Linked DNA regions of Sus scrofa: region 2 is linked to region 1. The links are chromatin contacts, called in public HiChIP or PLAC-seq maps. All regions are on one chromosome and are shown on one strand. Each heading gives the region's core, a stretch centred on a gene start, on an enhancer-like site or on the middle of the called end of the contact. The rest is flanking DNA. Distances are from core to core; before and after follow the strand shown.

Region 1 (3,255 bases), core at 334-2,833:
GTTCATCTAGATTATCCCATGCACACAAATCCAATGACAAGTGCCCTTTTAAGAGACAAAAGAGAAGACACCAAGAGAATAGGAGAAGGTCATGTGAAGAGAGAGGCAGAGATGGCAGTGATGCAGCTACAGCCAAAGAATGACTGGTGTCACCAGAGCTGGAAGAGGCAAGGGGTGCCCCCTAAAACTCCTGGAGGTAGCATGGCCCTGCCCCCAGCTTGATCTCAGACTTTTGACCTCCAGAACTATGAAAGAATACAGAACTGTTGTATTAAGCTACCACATTTGTGGTTATTTGTTATGTAGCCTACAAAACTAATACAGGGGGAGGGGGCTCTGAAGTGGTGGCAAGGGCATCTGGCCACAGTCCGGGGTCCTGAAACAGACCAGGGGCTGGATCTCAGGCATCTTAGTGTTCTGTGGCCAGCCTGGGGCCAGCATAGCTAGGTGTTCGGTGACTTAGTTCAGAAACTTTGGGCTCAAACCAAACAGGACTTCACTTCACAGAAATAATTTTCCTTTGTTTTCATTTTCTCTTTTTTCCACTCAATTTTAGAAAATCAAAGATTTCATAGTACTGATATCTTTCTCATCCACCTTCTACCTTTTCAGCTGTGACAATGGAGCCAGTGGGGTTGCCAGGGGTTTCTAGGGGAAACCTCACCTGGGAGCTTACACTTTGTGCTCATCCACACAGGCCAAGTGACATGGGGGCCTGTGATTGAGCTGGGTGGCAGGTGGCAAAAAGAGAGCTCTGGGAGGCCTAGAGACAGGCCTTCCACTTGTAACTGCTATGCATCTTAGCCTCTGACTTAGACCATCCCACAGTTCCTCCAAACTGCAGGAACAGAGAGGCCCCAGCAACCAGGGAGAGATGGCTGTCCCTTTAGTCAACTCCCCTCTGTTTTTTCTGTTTTTTGGTTTTTTTTTTTTGTCTTTTTGCCTTTTCTAGGGCCACTCCCGTGGCATATGGACGTTCCCAGGCTAGGGGTCTAATTGGAGCTACAGCTGCTGGCCTACACCACAGTCACAGCAGCACCAGATCCCAGCCTTGTCTGTGACCTGCACCACAGCTCACAGCAACACCGGATCCTTAACCCACTGAGCAAGGCCAGGGATCAACCCCACAACCTCCTGGTTCCTAGTCGGATTCATTAACCACTGAGCCATGACGGGAACTCCAACACCCCTCTATTTGAATGAGCCATTTATTCCCTGCCCAGCAAACTGACAGATATGGTGGAAAAGCCTTTCTGGGGAGAAGCTGGAAGAAGCTCATATAAAGAACCCAAAGACAGGAAAGACTGTGGCACAGACAGAGTTCAGTGCACATAGTGGATGTCCGGTAAACTCTTTTGTTTTTAGGTCTAGAAAAGAAACTTTACTCTTTTAAATTTAACCCATATGCCACCCTACTTCCCATTGCTTCGTTACAAAACTACCAAAGTAATTAAAAAAAAAATGTTTTTAAAGCATGCACTACTGAAGAGTTTCTGGCTGAGACCTTTGAATCTGTGCCCTTGAGGGCTCCAGGGCAGGCCTCCAGCAGGGTGGTGTAAGACTCACTGTCCTGACGCGGGTGGCAGTTGTTAGAACAGGGACTGTTTCATTTCATTTACTGAGTGAAGCATGCTGTCAGCAGGCAGCAATAGTCACAGGACAAGATGCAACCAAATCTGACCCTGATCCCTCCTGCCCTGATCACAAGCAAGCTCTTCCCTTTTCTGGGAGAAAGACAGGAAACAGACAAGGAGAGCCCCCTTGAAGAGGAATTATGTTGAAGTTGATCTAAAGAGATCTGAGCACTCAGCTGCCCTAAAACTGCCCCAAACACTATTGCTACAAAGCCAAATTCATTATCCAGAGGGGCTGTCTTGGATTCTACCCAAGAGATTTAGTTTTTGAAGAGCCTAAAAGATTCCTGGCCTATCTGTAGGATGAGTGTGAGAGCCAGATTCCAGAGGATTATATTGTCCGTGGATGCTGCAATACCCTGCTTGACAAGAATTTAACAGAAATAAATGATTGTTCAGCTGGAGCTGATGTATCTAAGAGGCAAACCTTTCTTAAACCCTACTAATGTGCAACCTCAGTCCACAACTGGATTCAATTACTGCGTGGAAAGAAAGGCATTTTCTCATAAAGCCGCTCTGTTTCCGTGCCTGGCTGTGAGCTGGGTCAGCCATGACAAAGACAAGCCTGTGCGTTGTTTTTGGTTGTTTTTCTTTTCAAGCTCTTCCACTGGTACTGCCAGGCCCCAAGCTGTTTGGATCAGTTATGTGGGGGCCAGTTTACTTGTTTTGGCTTTTAGCCTTTTTGTCCAGCGTTGATGATAGAAGAGCAAGCGGGTGTCTTATTGACCGGTAGAATTGACGGGCTATGCCGCAGGATTCAGAGGTTGCACCAAGCCCATGTACCCCTTAGGAGCTGCATTTATGGGGAAGGGGCGTGGGAGAGACTGTAGGGGACTTGAGGGGGTCTAGCATAAGTGGGTCTGGGTGTTCCTACTCCCAAATATTAGTAATAATACCTAACATATAGAGTGCTTTATACGTAGTAACCCACTTAATCCTCCCAACAATCCTCTGAAGTACTATCATTATCTGCATTTTACAGATGGGGAAATTGAGGCACAGAGAGGTTTTATAATTTGCCCAAGGTTACACCATTACTAAATGGCTCAGAGCCCAGGCTCTTGGTCACTATAATGTCAAAGAGGCTGTTGCAGAAATTTGAAACCATGATTGGTATTCGTTTAGCTACCTATTTGCAGTATTCTTTTTAAAATTTTTAAATTGTAGCTAATTTACAAGGTGTTAACTTCTGCTGCACAGTAAAGAGATTTGATTATGCATATATATTCTTGATCATATTCTTTTCCATTATGGTTTATCACAGGATAAACAGAATATAGTTCCCTGCGCTATACAGTAGGAGGACCCTGTTGTTTATCTATCCTATATATAATAGTTTGCTTCTGCTAATCCCAAACTCGCAATCCTCTCCCCCTTCCCCAATCTTGGCAACCACGAGTCTGTTCTATCTGTGAGTCTATTTCTGTTCTGTAGATAGGTTCATTTGTGTCATATTTTATATCCTATACATGTGATATCATATGGTATTTGTCTTTCTCTTTCTGACTTTGCTTCCTCTGACAATTTCTAGGTCCATCTGTGTTGCTGCAAATGGCATTATTTAATTCTTTTTTATGGCTGAGTAATATTCCACTGTATATATGTACATCTTCTTTATCCA
Region 2 (3,255 bases), core at 245-2,744, 580 kb before region 1:
AAAAAAAAAACCTCACTGAAGTCTGATAGGGCAGCAGGAAAGAGGACAGAGCTATGGGGAGTGATGTGGAGGCGGGAGCCCAGCTGCCTATGGGGCGTGGCCTGTACTGGCTCCTGTACCACTATGTCACAGCATGGAGCCGGCGCTGGCTCCCCGAAGCACAGGACACACTGGAGGCCTCTCTGGTCTGCAGGTGTCTCGCCTGTGACTCAGCATGTGCTGCCATATGTGTACCACACATGGTTGAAAAAAACCAGAGACAACCTAAAAGAAGCCAGGTTGTGGTGAGCCTTCCATCCCAAATGAAATTCCTGACTCCTAACTCACTGCTGTGTAACCACAGACCAGACGTGGGATGAGTTAGCAAAGGCTACATTTTCTTCTGTAAATTACATGAAACACTAACATATGTGCCCCCAAAATGTTGTAAATGGCCTGACTGCCCCACCTTTAGGGGGGAACTCGCTAGAGTTGTTTTGGAGTACAGTGTTGATTTTAAATGTACCAGGACTTCATCTATCGTAGCCCCGTAGTCTGGGCCTCCATCATCTCTAACCTGGACACACTGATCTCCTAACTGGGCGCACTCCCTGCTTACACTTTTGCTTCCCTCCCAGTAATCCATCCTCCACACGCAGAGCAGCCGCTGTGACTTTAAGATATAAAATCACTTCATTCTCCAACAAAGACGTACTACACTTAAAGGGAAAACCCTTCATCTTGGATGTCAAGGCCCTGTTTAATGTGGCCCCTCCTCCTGCTGAGCCGTGCTCCCTCCAGCCTGGTCCAGGCCACTCTCCCTGTCTTCTCAAGTCCCCAGACACGCCCAGCTTTTTCCCGTGTCAAGTCTGGCTCCAGGAACTCAGGGACCATGTCTGTCTTGTTAGTATCACCCCACCAGCATCTAGGATGGTGCCTGGGGCACAGGAGGCACTCAATTTTGTGTGTGTGTGTGTGTCTTTTTAGGCCTGCAACCGAGGCACATGGAGGTTCCTAGGCTAGGGGTTGAATGGGAGCTGCATCTGCTAGCCTAGATCACAGCCAGATCCAAGCTGCATCTGTGACCTACATCACAGTTCACAGCAACACCAAATCCTTAACCTACTGAGTGAGGCCAGAGATAGAATCGAGTTCTCATGGGATACTAGTTGGGTTCATGAGCACTGAGCCACCTTGGGAATTCCAGAATTTTTTTTAGTAAATCAAAGGAAACCAGAAGTCTGTAATACAACAGTTGTCCATTAGAGGGCGACGTTGATACTTGAGCCATGTTCGCTAAATGTTGGACAGGGATATTCACAGTTAGGTATTAATAAAAGGGGGAATGATCATCGCACCGTAACTACTTTAAAAAGTGGCATTCTACCAGCTGTCTGAATTTCCTTCCAGCTGTGTGATGACAGGATTCTTCCTGTGGCTGACTCCCGGCCTGGACATAAACACAGGCACCTACAGTGAGGCAGTCTCTCTGATCCTCAGCATTATCATCCCTAAGTGGAAGTAGTGCTGGTCCCCTCCTCAAAGGGCTGGACAGGAAATAAAGGAGATGATGTATGTGGGGCACTTCGTTCCCTGTCCAGCATGCGGAGGGGTGGCTGTTACTTCACATCAATCAGTGGCAATTTATCTGTAATCAATACCTCTTCCAATCTTTGTCTTGCGCCCAAGTCCCACCTTTCCTCCTAGGCCCTGCTCACATACCGCCTCTTATCTCTACAGTGAGCCGATGTGCCCTCCCCAGCCCCAAGTTCCCCTTTGGCTCCCTTTTACCTCCTTTCACAGCCAGGCTCTTGGACAAAGTTGCCTACATTTCCACTTAATCAGCTGGTCATGATCAGTCTTTTGCACCTGCCACCCCACTGAAACTTCTCTATCTTAAATCCAGTGAAAACCTTTCCATCTTTAATGGGACTGCCTTCGCACTACTGACCCTACTGACTACTCCTGCCCCCAGAACCACCATGTGCCCCACTTTTTCCGATCAGTTTGGCCACGCCCTTCACGTCTCCCTTCCACACTCTCCAGTCACCCCACACAAGCCCATGAATCCCACAGTCCCACAGATCTCTTAGCCACACTCTTTCATGAGCTCCATCCAAACTCAGCTTGGCTTCCCCACAAGCACTGCAAACTTAAAATGACAAAAACGAACTCATCATCTCTAAGTTACTGAATTATGGATCTTGATAAAATGGCAAAACCCTCCACGGCTTCCTGAGTCACAAATCTCAGGCCCAGCTTAGGTGGCTCCACTGAATTCGCATTCCCTGTACCCATATTTTACTCTGTTTGATCCCAACATCTCTGCTCTGGTTCTTCCTGCCTAGACTGTTTCAATCTTTTTCTTTGCCTCCACATTCTTTTAGGATAAGAGATTTATTGAAATGTAATTTAACATGCCATAGAATTCACCCATTTAAAGTGAACAATTCACAGTGGGGTTTAGTGCATTAATAAGGTTGTATAAACTTCACTACTGTCTAGTTTTATTTTTATTTTATTTTATTTATTTATTTTGTCTTTTTAGGACCACGCTCATGGTATATGGAAGTTCCCAGGCCAGGGGTTGAACCAGAGCTGTAGCTGCCGGCCTACACCACAGCCACAGCAACGTGGGATCCGAGCCAAGTCTACGACCTATACCCCAGCTCATGGCAACACCGGATCCTTAACCCACTGAGCGAGGTCAGGGATCAAACCTGCAACCTCATCGTTCCTAGTCGGATTCATTAACCACTGAGCCACAACAGGAACTCCTGAAATTTATAAAATATAATTCATGTCCTCTCACTCCCTTGCTTGAAATCCCTAATGGCTCCTGGTAGATCTCAGGACAGGCCTCAGCCTCTTTCATGTTCATAAAAGCCCTTCCCGACTTACCCCTGCCTAACCCCCAGCAGTCATTCTGCTATTCTCTCCTTAGTCCATTCAAACATTCCGCTTCCTGGACATAACAGACAATGTCACACTTCCATCTCTTTGCCATGTGGTTTCCTCTGCTTAAACACGTTTCCCTACTTTTTTTTTTTTTTTGGTTTTTAGGGCCACCCCTGAGGCATATGGAGGTTCCCAGGCTAGAGGGTCGAATTGGAGCTACAGCTACTGGCCTACGCCAGAGCCACAGCAAGGTGGGATCCAAGGCTCGTCTGTGACCTACAGCACAGCTCATGGCAATGCTGGTTCCTTAACCCACTGAGCAAGGCCAAGGATCGAACCTGTGTCCTCATGGATCCTAGTCAGGTTCATTGACAGCTG

What was found. HiChIP or PLAC-seq counts read pairs in DNA pulled down with a chosen protein or histone mark.
Region 2: a contact with region 1 is called in an H3K27ac HiChIP or PLAC-seq map of alveolar macrophages. The contact joins two enhancer-like sites. A contact is called at or near these places in 3 of 47 Hi-C or Micro-C datasets (mesenteric adipose tissue, retroperitoneal adipose tissue and subcutaneous adipose tissue) and 2 of 2 datasets of contacts at active chromatin or transcription factors (alveolar macrophages and skeletal muscle).

What each region holds. Positions count from the first base shown.
Region 1 is chr1:76,533,574-76,536,828 of Sscrofa11.1, reverse strand. All of the region lies in intron 1 of LOC110260565 (a long non-coding RNA gene), which reads right to left. Among named protein-coding and RNA genes, the nearest start is that of SLC22A16, 67 kb to the right of the region's middle. Within about 2 kb of position 1,583, at least 17 of the 83 cell types and tissues checked have an H3K27ac peak or open chromatin away from gene starts, as enhancers often do. A contact at or near this core is called in alveolar macrophages, where this site is marked.
Region 2 is chr1:77,117,305-77,120,559 of Sscrofa11.1, reverse strand. All of the region lies in intron 4 of SLC16A10 (monocarboxylate transporter 10), which reads right to left. Among named protein-coding and RNA genes, the nearest start is that of MFSD4B, 40 kb to the left of the region's middle. Within about 2 kb of position 1,494, at least 6 of the 83 cell types and tissues checked have an H3K27ac peak or open chromatin away from gene starts, as enhancers often do. A contact at or near this core is called in alveolar macrophages, where this site is marked.